3 separate regions of the Mus musculus genome follow, and regions 1 and 2 are each linked to region 3. Evidence: chromatin contacts called from public Hi-C data. All regions are on one chromosome and are shown on one strand. The core of a region is the stretch at or near the end of the contact, and the rest is flanking DNA. Distances in the headings are between cores, read along the strand shown.

Region 1 (3,690 bases), core at 130-2,629, 170 kb after region 3:
AGGGAGGGAGGGAGGGAGGGAGGGAGGGAGGGAGGGAGGGAGGGAGAGAGATAGAACACACAGACACACTTGATCGTGGGAGGATTTTAGGGCCACACCTAGTTGGGGGATCACTGTCATTTACATTGCACCAGCTTCAGTTAATTAACAAGAACACCTGATTGCTAAGGAGACCGAGCAACATTGTGTTGGCTGGGTTTTCAGGGGAAACAGGGACAGTTTTGATATATACATGCATAAAGGTTAATAACAGTAATTTTTAAAGTTTGCTCCACAAAATAAGTAAAGCTCAAAATATAACACCATCACCTCAGAGGGTTGTGTCTACTCCTGGAGCTTTTTACTCCCTGAAAATATTTGCAAAATGATTTAACTGTAATCATTTCATTGAAAATCCATCTCTTTCCCTTGGATCCTGGGCATGATAGGTTTGAAGTTAGTGCCCCATAACCTTGTGGAGCTGGAGGTTTTGGATCTTCATATTTCCTTTGCAAAGTCTTTCTAAGGGCAGGAGTGAATGAAGGCACATGCAAATACATTTTGTGCACACTTGGTTCATAGATCCCAGGCTACAATCCCCTGGCATTCTCGAGAAGCCAGTGGTTCTCCCTTACCTCAGTTTTGGCTCCGTATACCACTGAGCTGTGTAAATCTGCTTTGCTGTCTATAGCTTGTTCCCCCTAGTGCCTGGCCAATGCTAGCCTGTATCTGGACAGGCCCCATACTGGCAGCTTTTTCTCCCGCCTTGTTGGACTTCCAAACTGGACCTGACTTGCTTTCTGCTGTCATGTCTAGTTTCTTTCAGCAGTCCTAGTTTCCTTGGCCTGTCTGTTCTATGGCATTCCGTGCTTCCAGATGACTTTGCCCTGGATGGATTAGCCCACTGCTGTCCTGGTTTCACCCCACATGATGTTTGCTTGCTTGCTTGCTCTTTAGAGGGAGGAGCGTGGCTAAGGGACCCAGCAGGCTGTGAGATAAGAGCAGCAGCAGCTCCTGCTGTGGTGTCCTGGTCTGACCCATGCACACGCAGATCCCCTTGAAGGGCCTCAGCTGCAGACCTAGCACTGTGGCTGCTGGCAGCCACCTACCTTTCTCTCCAGGGTGCACCCAGCCCTCCCTCCCTCTCCGTATTTGGGCCAAGTAGGCCTAATGGACCTGTCTGACCCTCAGTCCCTGCTCCAGGAAGATGGGAATGGATTTCTCATTCTCAGTCTTCATCTGTACTTTCTTGGGACCTTGAACAGAGCACTTTGGGGGCTTCTGTGGCACTCTGGACAGAACCCCGTTGGTGAAATCTCAGCACCCTGGACAGACCCAGTATATATTCAGTACCTTGGACAGAGTCATGGGGGCAGCTTCAGGACCATGATCTTTGGTGTTCAAGACATCTTCCTGGGACATGGCTTCAGCACCAAGGACAGAGATGTTCCAAAGTGGCACTCATCACTTTGCTATGGACAAAGGGCTCCAGGCAAAGTTTCCAGCATGCTGGGCAGACACCACCACCGCCTTCCCCTGCCCTTGTGTTTTGTGTCTTCATTGCCCTGACAAAGGATTCACGGCTCTCAATGGCCACACAGATTTCCAATGTTGACTAAACAAACTGACTGTTACTAAGATTCACCCAAACTTGGGGATTGGCCTTCATGGGTCTATATTGCCGTCAGCAAGGACAGCTAGGTGGCGTTTTCTAATCAGCCTGCTCCCATTTTTGCTAATTTGGAAATTTTAAAACAGCTCTTTAAGTTGTTGCTCCAGCTGAGAATTGCCACTGTCCCTGTGCAATGAGGCCAGATTTCGGTGTGGTGCTGCAGCCCAGCTGTTTCAGCCTGAGCCAGGAAGCAAATTATTTCTTATCTATCTCCTGTGCAGGCACCACAGAGAGATCACAGACTTTAGACCTGGCTCCCAGTTCCATTGAGATCTGGGATACATTGTTTCTTCTTTTTGGATCATTTGTAAAATAATATTTACTACCCAGAGCTGTTCTCACAGATTGTATCAGGATGGTCATATTCCTGTGGCACCTGAATTGTCTTTTTAAAATGTAATTGTCTCCTTGCTTATACTTGTGCTCTGACCTCAAGGTTCCATATACTGTGTGTGTGTGTGTGTGTGTGTGTGTGTGTGTGTGTGTGGTGTTTGTGTGCGCATGTGCCTGTGTGCCCTACTAGGCAACTACATCAGAAGTCTTTGTCTATTGCTCTCTGCCTCATTTTTTGAGACAGGGTCTCTCACTGAACCTGGAACATACAGATTGGGCTAGACTGGCTGCCAGTGAGCCCCAGGGTTCTCCCTATCTCTGTACAAGCTCACCACACTGGTTTTTATGTGGGTACTGGGGCTTAAAATCAGGTCCTCATGCTGGCATGGATAGAACTTTACCCCAACTGAGCCATCTAGCCCTTACAATATTCTTATTCTATTAGTAAATGGATTTTTGTTTTACAGGTGTATTTTAATGTCGATCTTGTCACCTGTATATTACAACTATCAAAAAATGGAATATCCTGAGTTGTGGGAGACATTGGATCTGAGTGGCATTCTATAAGATACTAAAGACCCATGTGACCTAGAGTACCCTGTAGTGTTACCCAGATTCAGCCTTCATAAGCCCTTATATAGATGCTGTTACCTTGGCCAGAGTTCCAGATGGGCCCACTGTGGACTCACAGGCCAGTGCAGGTTGTGTAAAGGACTGTGACCAGGATAAGGGCCCCACCCTATGCCTAGGTCTTGGTTCCTGGTCTGCACACCGTGGTCCTCACTGGTCCCTCCTTCCACCTGGCACCACACAATGCCTGGAAGAGGTGTGATGTTTCTCTAACACGCAGAGCCCAGTTTGTAAACAAACCCTGGAGCTGGTGCTGCCACCGCCCTCGCAGCAGATGGCTCTGCAGCTGCCCACTGGGTGGGGCCTCCCTGGGAGCAGAATAGACAGGCAGGCTCCAGACTCTGTGATGAAGCGAAGGCGCTCAGGGGAGACCCAGGGGAGGATTCGAGGAAACCTAGGAAAGGGAACACCCCACACCATTCTTCCAGGGCATGCCTCTTGTTTCTGTCCTCCTTCCTCCCTGCTTGCCGGCATATCTCCAGCCTTTCCTTCTTTCCTCCTTTTCTTCCCTTTCTTTTTTTCCTTTCCTTCCATCTTCCTCTTTCCATTCCTAATGTCTACCCCACCTTTTGATCCCAGGGATTGTTCTCTTTTCAGGACTTGGGTGAACATTACCCTCCACTGTGCTGCAGTTCAGCCGGATAGTGCCGTGGCACAGTGTCCATGCCTGGGGAGTAGCCGGTGCCTTTGTCAGGAGGTGAAAGAATGCATCTATGCCAGGTGCATGTTAGCCCGAGGCATCCATCCTCTCACGTGTGGATCAGAGACTCGGTGGGCGGCCCAGGTAGACAGACCTGAGTATGGAATTTAGCTAGCTGAGGCATCTCTTTCCTGAGTGATTGGCTGAGCAAGAGTTCTGGGCTTTGGGTCCACTTCCTGTCTGCTAAGTGAAAGTTCCTGTCTTGGAAGGGCAGCTGTAAAGGCAGGAGGATGTGAGCCGTACCTGAAGGATTACTTTTAATAGCCTCTACTGTGTCCTCTGCTGAAGGCACCACATGTGGGGGGAATCCAAATTGTTGCAAAGAGGAGGGGACAGTACAGTGGGAGTTGAAAGCTGGGGAGGAGCCTTCTCAGTG
Region 2 (3,851 bases), core at 1,288-3,787, 170 kb before region 3:
CGGCAGGGACCGTGGTATGGGCGGGCTTCAGTCCGTGCTTTCCTGCAAAAGGCAAACCTGACACTCAGACAGACACCTCTGAGGGCCACTGTGTGGAGGGATAGCAAGGCCCATCTCAGTTCAGACCGTGATGGCTACAGCCTTGGTTGGCACTGAGAGCCAACCTCAGGCTGAGGTGGCATTGGCCACCTCCCCCCTGATGGTTTCACTGTCTGGGGAGCCAGTTGGAAGTCCCCTGAGGGGGTTATCGGCCCCTAAGATGTGGCTCTCCTCCTGAATCCACTGATTAATGCACTAAACCAGTACTGCTTGCTTGATCAATGTACCAGAGTCCTCCTGCAAAGTCAATTTTCCTCACTCACAGTAAGAGAAGAGCATCCATGCAACCCTTCGGGTGCAAGGGTTGGATGCTCATGCTTTAGTTAGAGCTGTGTTTTCCAACCTGTGCTCCCTGACACCCTCCTTCCACAGGAGGATTTTCTCAACTTAGTCTGGGGATCAGAGGGTGAAACAAGGGGAAGAAAGTGCAGGTCTTCTCCTCCATCCTTCTAGATTTATATGCACTGGAGTCTCCAGGATGGGGAGGAGATAGCTGAGCATTCCAAGGCCATTCTGAATGAAGACTCCCAAGGGGCTTGAGTTGCTTCTCTGCCACCCCCTCCCATCTAGGGAAAGGAAGTGCTGAGCTGGGTGGGAAAGGACCAAACACAAGGACCATGGGTCTCCCTAGTCATCTCCAACAGCAAGGAGACATTCAAGGGGGCTCCAGAGAGTTGAGACGTTCAAAGGCTTTCGTGTGTGTGTGTGTGTGTGTGTGTGTGTGTGCGTGCGCGCGCGAGTGTGTGTACACTCACACACTCTGCTCACCCTCTTGGGCAGTGTATTCACTGTCAATGATCCTGGCCAAGCCGAAGTCAGCGATTTTGCAGCACAACGTCTCAGACACCAGGATGTTGGCTGCCCGCAGGTCACGGTGGATGGAATTCATGCGCTCTATGTAAGCCATCCCCTCTGCAACCTGAGGGGACAGGTCACATGGTGAAGGGCAGCAAGGATGGAGCCTACCAGCTCATAAGGCCAGCTTCACATGCCCTGCCCAGGGGAGAGAGAAGGTATCCACCCCTTCCCATGAGACCAACCCAGACTCAGGGCAGCAGAGAAGCTAGGCTGACATCCCCAGGCCTGTCCCCCTTTTTCAGACAATTGTCTCCAAGGTTCTGTGGACTGGGAATAGCAAAGAAGGCTGGGGTTGTAGATAGCCTCTAATGAGACAGGGAGGAGAAAGGACGAACAGGGCATAGCACGGAAGGGCAGGGCTACTCCCTCAGTGGACACTTCTCTCAGAGGAGCCAACCATGCCTTGGAATCACCAATGTCCAATGGGCTGGGTCACTTCCCTGAGAGGTCATAGTTATTACCCAGAGCACGAGAAGCCATCTCTGGGACCCAAGGTTAGGGTCAGTGTTGAATAAGGTGACTGTAGCTGAGGCCCTGCCCCTGCCCCTGCCCCTGCCCCTGCCCCTGCCCCTGCCCCAGGTGCTCCAGAGGAGCAGACTCTCACTGAAGAGGAGCCTTGTCTGTCCCAAGCACCTGTACCAGGCCATTAAGTCTTCAGTCACTCACTGATGGATGGAAAAGGTGACTTCAGCTCTCACTTGCTCTTGCAGGATGCCAGCTTCTAGATGGATCCTACTTGCCCAGGAACTTAGGTACATATACTATCAACTTCTCTCCTATTGAGCTGCACACCAGGCCCCAGTCCTGCATCTGTTTCCACAGGGCCCTGCTTTATGCATGAGTCTCCTCATTTATCCCCTTGCGAAACCACTCAGTCAATATGCATTTGCTAGTGTGGGACTCTGCGGGTTGGAAAGCCAGGGCTAACTAAACAGCTTCTATCTAGGGAGCCCTGGCAATGCTCACACTGTTAGCTAACACGTACGAATCAGCTTTAGGGAAAAAAAAACAAAACCTACACAAACATAGAAGACGCGAATCTGCGTCTGTAGAAAAGATGCTACAAAGCCAAAGGGGAGCCAGGACTCTCTCTAGATCTTCTCCCTGGTGCTTTGTACCCAAAGACATTAATGAGGCTTGTTCATCCATTGATGAGCAGCAAACTGCTCAAGAGCAGAGCCAACAACCCCTCCCTCTTGTCCAGAAAAGTCTTGGTAGACGTGGCCTCCGACAAGGGCTGGTCCTGGGACTCTGGTTGGAAATGTGCAGACAGGAAGAATCCAAGGCAGTCTGCACTGTATAGGACCACCATTCTTGTGGCTGCAGAGGCGGACCAGCTTCTGTCCATCCAATGCCTGACTCAAAGCCAGTCGCCAGGGTTAAGTTTCTGTGTCCATCCTAACAGCTGCATCAACAGATCTCTGCTACCCCAGTGGAAAAAGACACTGTGACCTCAGTTCCTGGGCTGATAGCAGCTGCAGATAATGTGGGACAGGGTCGGAAGTTAAAGTGGGCAAGTGGGTTAAAGTGTGGGTGGGAAGGCTCCCCTTTATAGCTCTCTGTGTGTTGACAGTGTGTCTCGCAGGCTGGCCACAGACCACAGCTTTCTTGCTGAGAGTTCCAGTTTCAACAGTCATACTCAGGGCCCCCAGATGTGTCTTCCTGCCAGTTAGAACCCTCAGCTAAAATCCCCCCGGGGATAAAGATACTGCCCAATCTCAATTCTGCACTCTTCTAGCAGAGGCTGGGGAGGTCTACACATGGATGGATTCAGAGGGAACCAAAGGCCAATAATCCAGGACAGTGATGTGTGTGTGTGTGTGTGTGTGTGTGTGTGTGTGTGTGTGTGTGTGTGTGTGTGTGTAGAAGGTGGTCCTAGAAAGTTTTGTGCCTTGTATTCTGTGTGGCTCATGCCTCATCAGGCTGAGGTCAGTTCCAGGCCAATACCAAGATTTAGGGGGTCTTAGGACAGGATGAGAGCATTGGAGAAGGAAGTCAGAGCAAAGCATACCTGCCTACATTCAAAACAGAATTCTTTCCTATTCTCCAGCTTTCCAACATCCACTGCCATCTCTACCTTCCTAATAAATAGAACTACCCTACTCCATCATGGCGGCCCAGAATTGGAACTACATTTCCCAGACTCCCTTGCAGCCAAGGGAGCCTCTCATTGAGGTGAGTGGGAGGGATGTGTCTCTAGAGGAAAGGAGGTGGGATTTTTATCACCATCATCTTGCTGGCTAAGGGTCAAGGGTGGGTGATGAAGCTTCAGCATCTACCATGCTATCAGGGCAGAGGACATCAGTGAGTAAAGTCTCTCATCTGTTCTCTAGGGGTTTATATATTTAGAGGTCGCTACTTCAGGCTTTCTGCCCTTCACAGTTGAGCACAGCCTCCTACCAGGGAATTCAGTACAGTCACAAAGCACAGAGTGGGGCGCCCCCCCCCTTCAGGCTCCCGCTCTGCTTCAGAGCTCACCAACCTGGGCTGACATGTCAATCAGCCTTGGAAGGGACAACCTGCTACCTTCATCGGTCTTCAGAAAATCCAGCAAGCATCCTAGGAGAAGAAAGACAGCAACTGCAAAGTGACTGGATGGAGCCTGGCTCTGATTGCGTGGTCTGTGTCTATGTGAGGAGGTAGGGGTGGTGATCTGCCTACAGCTGAGGTGCCTCAGGCTTCAGGGAAACACTAGCTCCCAGACTTTTAAAAGTTAGTTCTCAGATAAATTCAGGGGCACATCTGGGGTCTCCTGAGTCAGCAGAGCTGGGATAGACCAGCTCTGGGCCTAAGGCTAGTGTTCTTTTCCAGCATGACGTTCCCAGGTGTCTTCCTTAGTCTACTCCCCTCCTAGACAGACTCCCTCTCCCACCCTCCCCACCAAACATTAACAA
Region 3 (4,139 bases), core at 198-2,697:
ACAGTAGGTGAGAACCAGAACACAGAGAACCAGGGATTCAGTCTTTATCATGCAGGCATGAGAGACCATTGAATACATTTATGCAATAAAGATGAACTGAGGAGTCTAGTAGTCTGCTGATGGTATCTTGTACACAGATACACACATACACACATAAGTAAAAATAAAAAATTTAAAGTGATGGAGTAGGGAAATAAAGATGAATTAGTTCCTATGTTCCTTTAGAGCCAGCCCCTTTCTTTTCACAAGAAAAACTGAATGTTAAGGGCTAATGATTACCCTCAGTGGGAAGTGATCATTCCAGAGAATAAGTAAGATGCAATATGATAAACTCAGTCTTCCCTAAATGAGCAGGGGTGTAAAATTTGTCATCCACCTGCATCGGCACTCCCCATCAGCTATTACAGGGGTGCACCTTACCGATTTTAAAACGTTTTAAGGAGAGACTAAAATGCATATGCATATATATGGAAAAAATGACAGTGTACTCAGTTAAATACTATGGCCAGGCATAGCGGCCCATACACACACAACTGTAATTCCAGCACTTACTTGGGAGGCTGGGGCTGGAGAGTTGGAAGTTCAAGACCGGCCTATGCTGCAAAGGGCTGAGCATGCCTATTTAAAAACGAGATCGTGGGGGAGGGGTCGCTTTAAATTGTATTGAATCATAACTTCGTGAAGTCAGATTAACAACAACCAATAATTCAAGAAATGTGGTGGAAGAAATTTTTTTTTTACAAAGAACATTTAAAAATACGCCCAAATGCTGTTCAAAATGACCACTACGACTCTGAGACCTTAGCCTGGGGATGCCAGGTGGCCAGTGCAGATAGATCTAGGCCCCAGAAGGCTCATTTGGCTGGCTGAGCCAGGATACCCATAAAAAACCACCTGAAAGCGTCTGTTCCGTTCCAGGCTCCTCCGGGACCTGGGTGTGGTGGGCGCTCACCGTTTGTCGATGGCGTCGATATTTGAATGGAGGAGCCAGAGCTCCTCCGTGTTGTCCTGCCGGGAAGACAGGATCAGGTGGTGGCCTGTCAGACACAGGGTCCCTTCCACGGCGGTGTAGAAAGGCCGGTGCAGCACCACATTGTCTACCCGTGGGGTTTTAATCAGCTCCGCAAACTCCATATTGGGCGCAGCCTAGGGGCGGGAGGCCCAGTCCCGCAGGTGCCCGGCGGTTAATCCGCAGACCCGGACGGAGCCCCGGCTGGGCGGGCCCGGGAGGTCGAGCCCCGCCCCGGCTGGGCGGGTGCGCCAGGGCCTGCGGGCACCGCCCTGGCCGCTTCTCCAAGTCTCTTCCGCACCACTGGCCGGGACTCGGTCGCAGAGAAGGCTTCCCGCCAGGCCCTGCACTCCCCGCTGCCACCGGCGTCTGACGGGCGGGCTGCGGAGGAGACGGACCCGGCGTCGGGGCAGCAGCATCCGAGCCCGAGCAGCCAGGGACTTCTGGCGGAAGTAGCTGCTGAGCGTTGCACCCGGCAGGAACTCCTGCACAATTAGAGGGACTCGAGACTCGGAAGACATAGAAACCGGACCGGAAGTTGGTACTTTGCTAGATCCGGTGGAACACAGCCAGAAACAATGACTTTATGGTCCTACAATGGAAAAACAAAACAAAACAAAACAAAACCAACCAAAACCTCTTTCACCTTCTACCGCCGCAATCCTTGCCCTTCAAATATTCCTTATCGGAAAAGGCGAGACGAGAAGACGTCGCTGACCTGCCAGCCTCCACATGAGTGCTGTCCCTCAAGGGCTCTTCGTTTGCGCTACCTGGTAGTTGTCTCATGAATTGGTCACGAAGAGATGTCAAATGTAGGATGGAAGCGGAGGTTGTGATCGAAAAGTAGCATCTTGGTGTCTGGAAGAGACATGGGACAATCTATGCTTTAGACTCTTTGAGAGCGCCATGACTTTAACCAAGAACAGCATATTCTAAAAGGATGGAAAGAGAAACTGACTAATCCTCGCCCTGCGAAAGGACTCTAGTGTCTTCAGAGATAGTTCAGTTAATCTGTAGCAAAGCCTGAAATCAAGACCTTGGTATATTGGTCACGACTTCATAGTATCCCGGCTAAGTACAGTCTAGCTGAACTGCTCACGGACACTGCAATGACAGAGTTTTGCTGTTGTAATTTCCCTCTTCTTTTTTTTTTTTTTTAATTTTTTATTAGGTATTTTCCTCATTTACATTTCCAATGCTATCCCAAAAGTCCCCCATACCCCCCCCCACTCCCCTACCCACCCACTCCCACTTTTTGGCCCTGGCATTCCCCTGTACTGGGGCATATAAAGTTTGCAAGTCCAATGGGCCTCTCTTTCCAGTGATGGCCGGCTAGGCCATCTTTTGATACATATGCAGCTAGAGTCAAGAGCTCCGGGGTACTGGTTAGTTCATAATGTTGTTCCACCTATAGAATTTCCCTCTTCTTGCTTTCTATCCCTCTACTTTATCCCAGAATAAGAATTATGTTTGAGTCCTGGCCTGCTTTTACTGTGTTAGCAGTGAAAATTCTCACCACCCAGTCAGTGTCTACGAACAGCAAGGTAGCTGACTTCAGAGTGTGCAAAGTGAAGTTGACCAGATTGCACAGTGTTTGTCCTTGATTTTGTTCTTGTCTTTTCTAAAAACCTTCCCTTCCTAAATCACTCACTCCTGCGATCCAGTTTATCTGCAAAAGGAAAACAACCAGCAATGGATGCTGATGGACTGAGGTGAAGTAATGTGGAGGTGTTTTCCACACCGGATTTGTTTACTTTCCTTCCTCACTTGACTCATTGTATTAACTACAAATTGTGGAATGGAAAACTTTTAATCTGAAAAATAATGAAAAGTTATACAGAGAAAAAAATGAAAGTAAAGCCTTGAAGGGTAAGGCTCCCCGAATGGAAGATATCCAAGGAAGAACTTAGTGTCCAATTTAGTATATGCTAGAAGATAGAAAGTCTCCATGGATTCTGTGGCCCTTCTGGTTTTCTTGAAAATAAATTATGAAAACGTTATTTCATTAAGTTAAAATGTTTCATGCTCTATAAAGTCATAAATTAGGATTTTTTCCTTTTATTTGTTTTTTGCCAAGAGAAAAAAATTAGGTATCTTCTGAGTTGTTATAATGAAGTACCAGAAACGATTAGGAAATTAAATCACCAGTGATTTGAAGTTCAAAGCGTAGAAAGTTCACTAGCGCTGAGAAAACCAAACTTAGTAGTTAGGAATAAAGCCTGAGTAAAGAGCAAGAAACAGTTCCCCACATAAGCAGTAGGTGGCGGTAGAATTCAAAGTCAATGGGATATGCCTCTATTAAAATAATCCAATGATGTAGTCAAATATTAACTGTCCAAACAGTCAAGAAATAAGGGCCTCAGGGGATTCTGATAAGCCAAGAAAATAATAAAATTTATAATGTGTACAATGGATTTACTTAAGGACTATAAAGATAGCTCAATGGGTGCCTTAGCATTCTATTGTGAAGAGACACCATGACCACAGCAACTCTTTTTTTTTTTTTAATTAGATATTTTCTTAATTTACATTCTAAATGTTATCCCCTTTCCAGGTCTCCCCCGGAGACACTCTATTCTATCCTCCCTTCCCCTGCTTCTATGAGGATGCTCACCCACACACTCCCACCTCCCGGCTCTCACATTCCCCTATACTGGGGCATCGAGCCTTCACAAGACCACGGGCCTCTTCTCCCATTGATGTCCGACAACATCATACTCTGCTACATATGCAGCTGGAGCCATGGGTCCCTCCAGGTGTACTCTTTGGTTGGTGGTTTAGTCCCTGGGAGCCCTGAGGGTCTGGTTGGTTGATGTTCTTTTTCCTATGGGTTGCAAACCCCTTCAGCTCCTTCAGTCTGTTCTCTAACTCAGTCTGATCACATCAACTCTTATAAAGGAAGGCATTTAATTGAGGGTGTCTTTTGGTTTCAGTGGTTCAGTCCATCATCATCATGGCAGAACATAATAGCACACAGGCAGACAGTGCTGGAAAAGGAGCTGAGAGTTCTACATCTGGATCTTTAGGCAGCAGGAAGCTCTAAAGAGCTGCTGGTCTGACTTGAGCATTTGAAACCCCAAAGCCCATCCCCAGTGACACACTTCCTCCAACAAGGCCACACCTTTCAAAT

What was found. Hi-C and Micro-C count contacts between places; a contact is called where the count stands out from the background.
Region 1: a Hi-C map of the N1E-115 cell line shows a contact between it and region 3, with 5 times the contacts expected there. The contact joins the enhancer-like site here to the promoter of Mtmr9 in region 3. A contact is called at or near these places in 6 of 39 promoter capture datasets (the 3T3-L1 cell line, cranial neural crest, embryonic stem cells and 3 more), 1 of 484 Hi-C or Micro-C datasets (the N1E-115 cell line), 8 of 115 datasets of contacts at active chromatin or transcription factors (the NIH/3T3 cell line, T-cell acute lymphoblastic leukemia, embryonic limb bud and 3 more) and 2 of 9 other capture datasets (adipose tissue and pancreatic islet).
Region 2: a contact with region 3 is called in a Hi-C map of the MNK3 cell line, with 8 times the contacts expected there. The contact joins the enhancer-like site here to the promoter of Mtmr9 in region 3. A contact is called at or near these places in 22 of 39 promoter capture datasets (the 3T3-L1 cell line, 3T3-L1-derived adipocytes, the C10 cell line and 11 more), 7 of 15 datasets of contacts at CTCF or cohesin (the G1E-ER4 cell line, the NIH/3T3 cell line, embryonic stem cells and 2 more), 210 of 484 Hi-C or Micro-C datasets (the 3T3-L1 cell line, 3T3-L1-derived adipocytes, the 63-12 cell line and 97 more), 33 of 115 datasets of contacts at active chromatin or transcription factors (T-cell acute lymphoblastic leukemia, acute myeloid leukemia, astrocytes and 16 more) and 6 of 9 other capture datasets (adipose tissue, embryonic tail, embryonic trunk and 3 more).

The regions. Positions count from the first base shown.
Region 1 is chr14:63,711,897-63,715,586 of GRCm38.p6, forward strand. All of the region lies in intron 1 of Xkr6 (X-linked Kx blood group related 6), which reads left to right. Among named protein-coding and RNA genes, the nearest start is that of Mir598, 13 kb to the right of the region's middle. Within about 2 kb of position 1,380, at least 27 of the 459 cell types and tissues checked have an H3K27ac peak or open chromatin away from gene starts, as enhancers often do. A contact at or near this core is called in the N1E-115 cell line, embryonic limb bud and pancreatic islet, where this site is marked.
Region 2 is chr14:63,375,029-63,378,879 of GRCm38.p6, forward strand. It overlaps Blk (B lymphoid kinase), which reads right to left. Exons shown (of 13, transcript NM_007549.2): 10 at 3,440-3,516; 11 at 868-1,018. Among named protein-coding and RNA genes, the nearest start is that of Gm46458, 5.8 kb to the left of the region's middle. Within about 2 kb of position 2,538, at least 40 of the 459 cell types and tissues checked have an H3K27ac peak or open chromatin away from gene starts, as enhancers often do. A contact at or near this core is called in the C2C12 cell line, the CH12 cell line, the MNK3 cell line and 7 more, where this site is marked.
Region 3 is chr14:63,542,506-63,546,644 of GRCm38.p6, forward strand. Mtmr9 (myotubularin related protein 9) reads right to left here and starts at 1,448. Exons shown (of 10, transcript NM_177594.1): 1 at 953-1,448. The coding sequence starts at 1,134.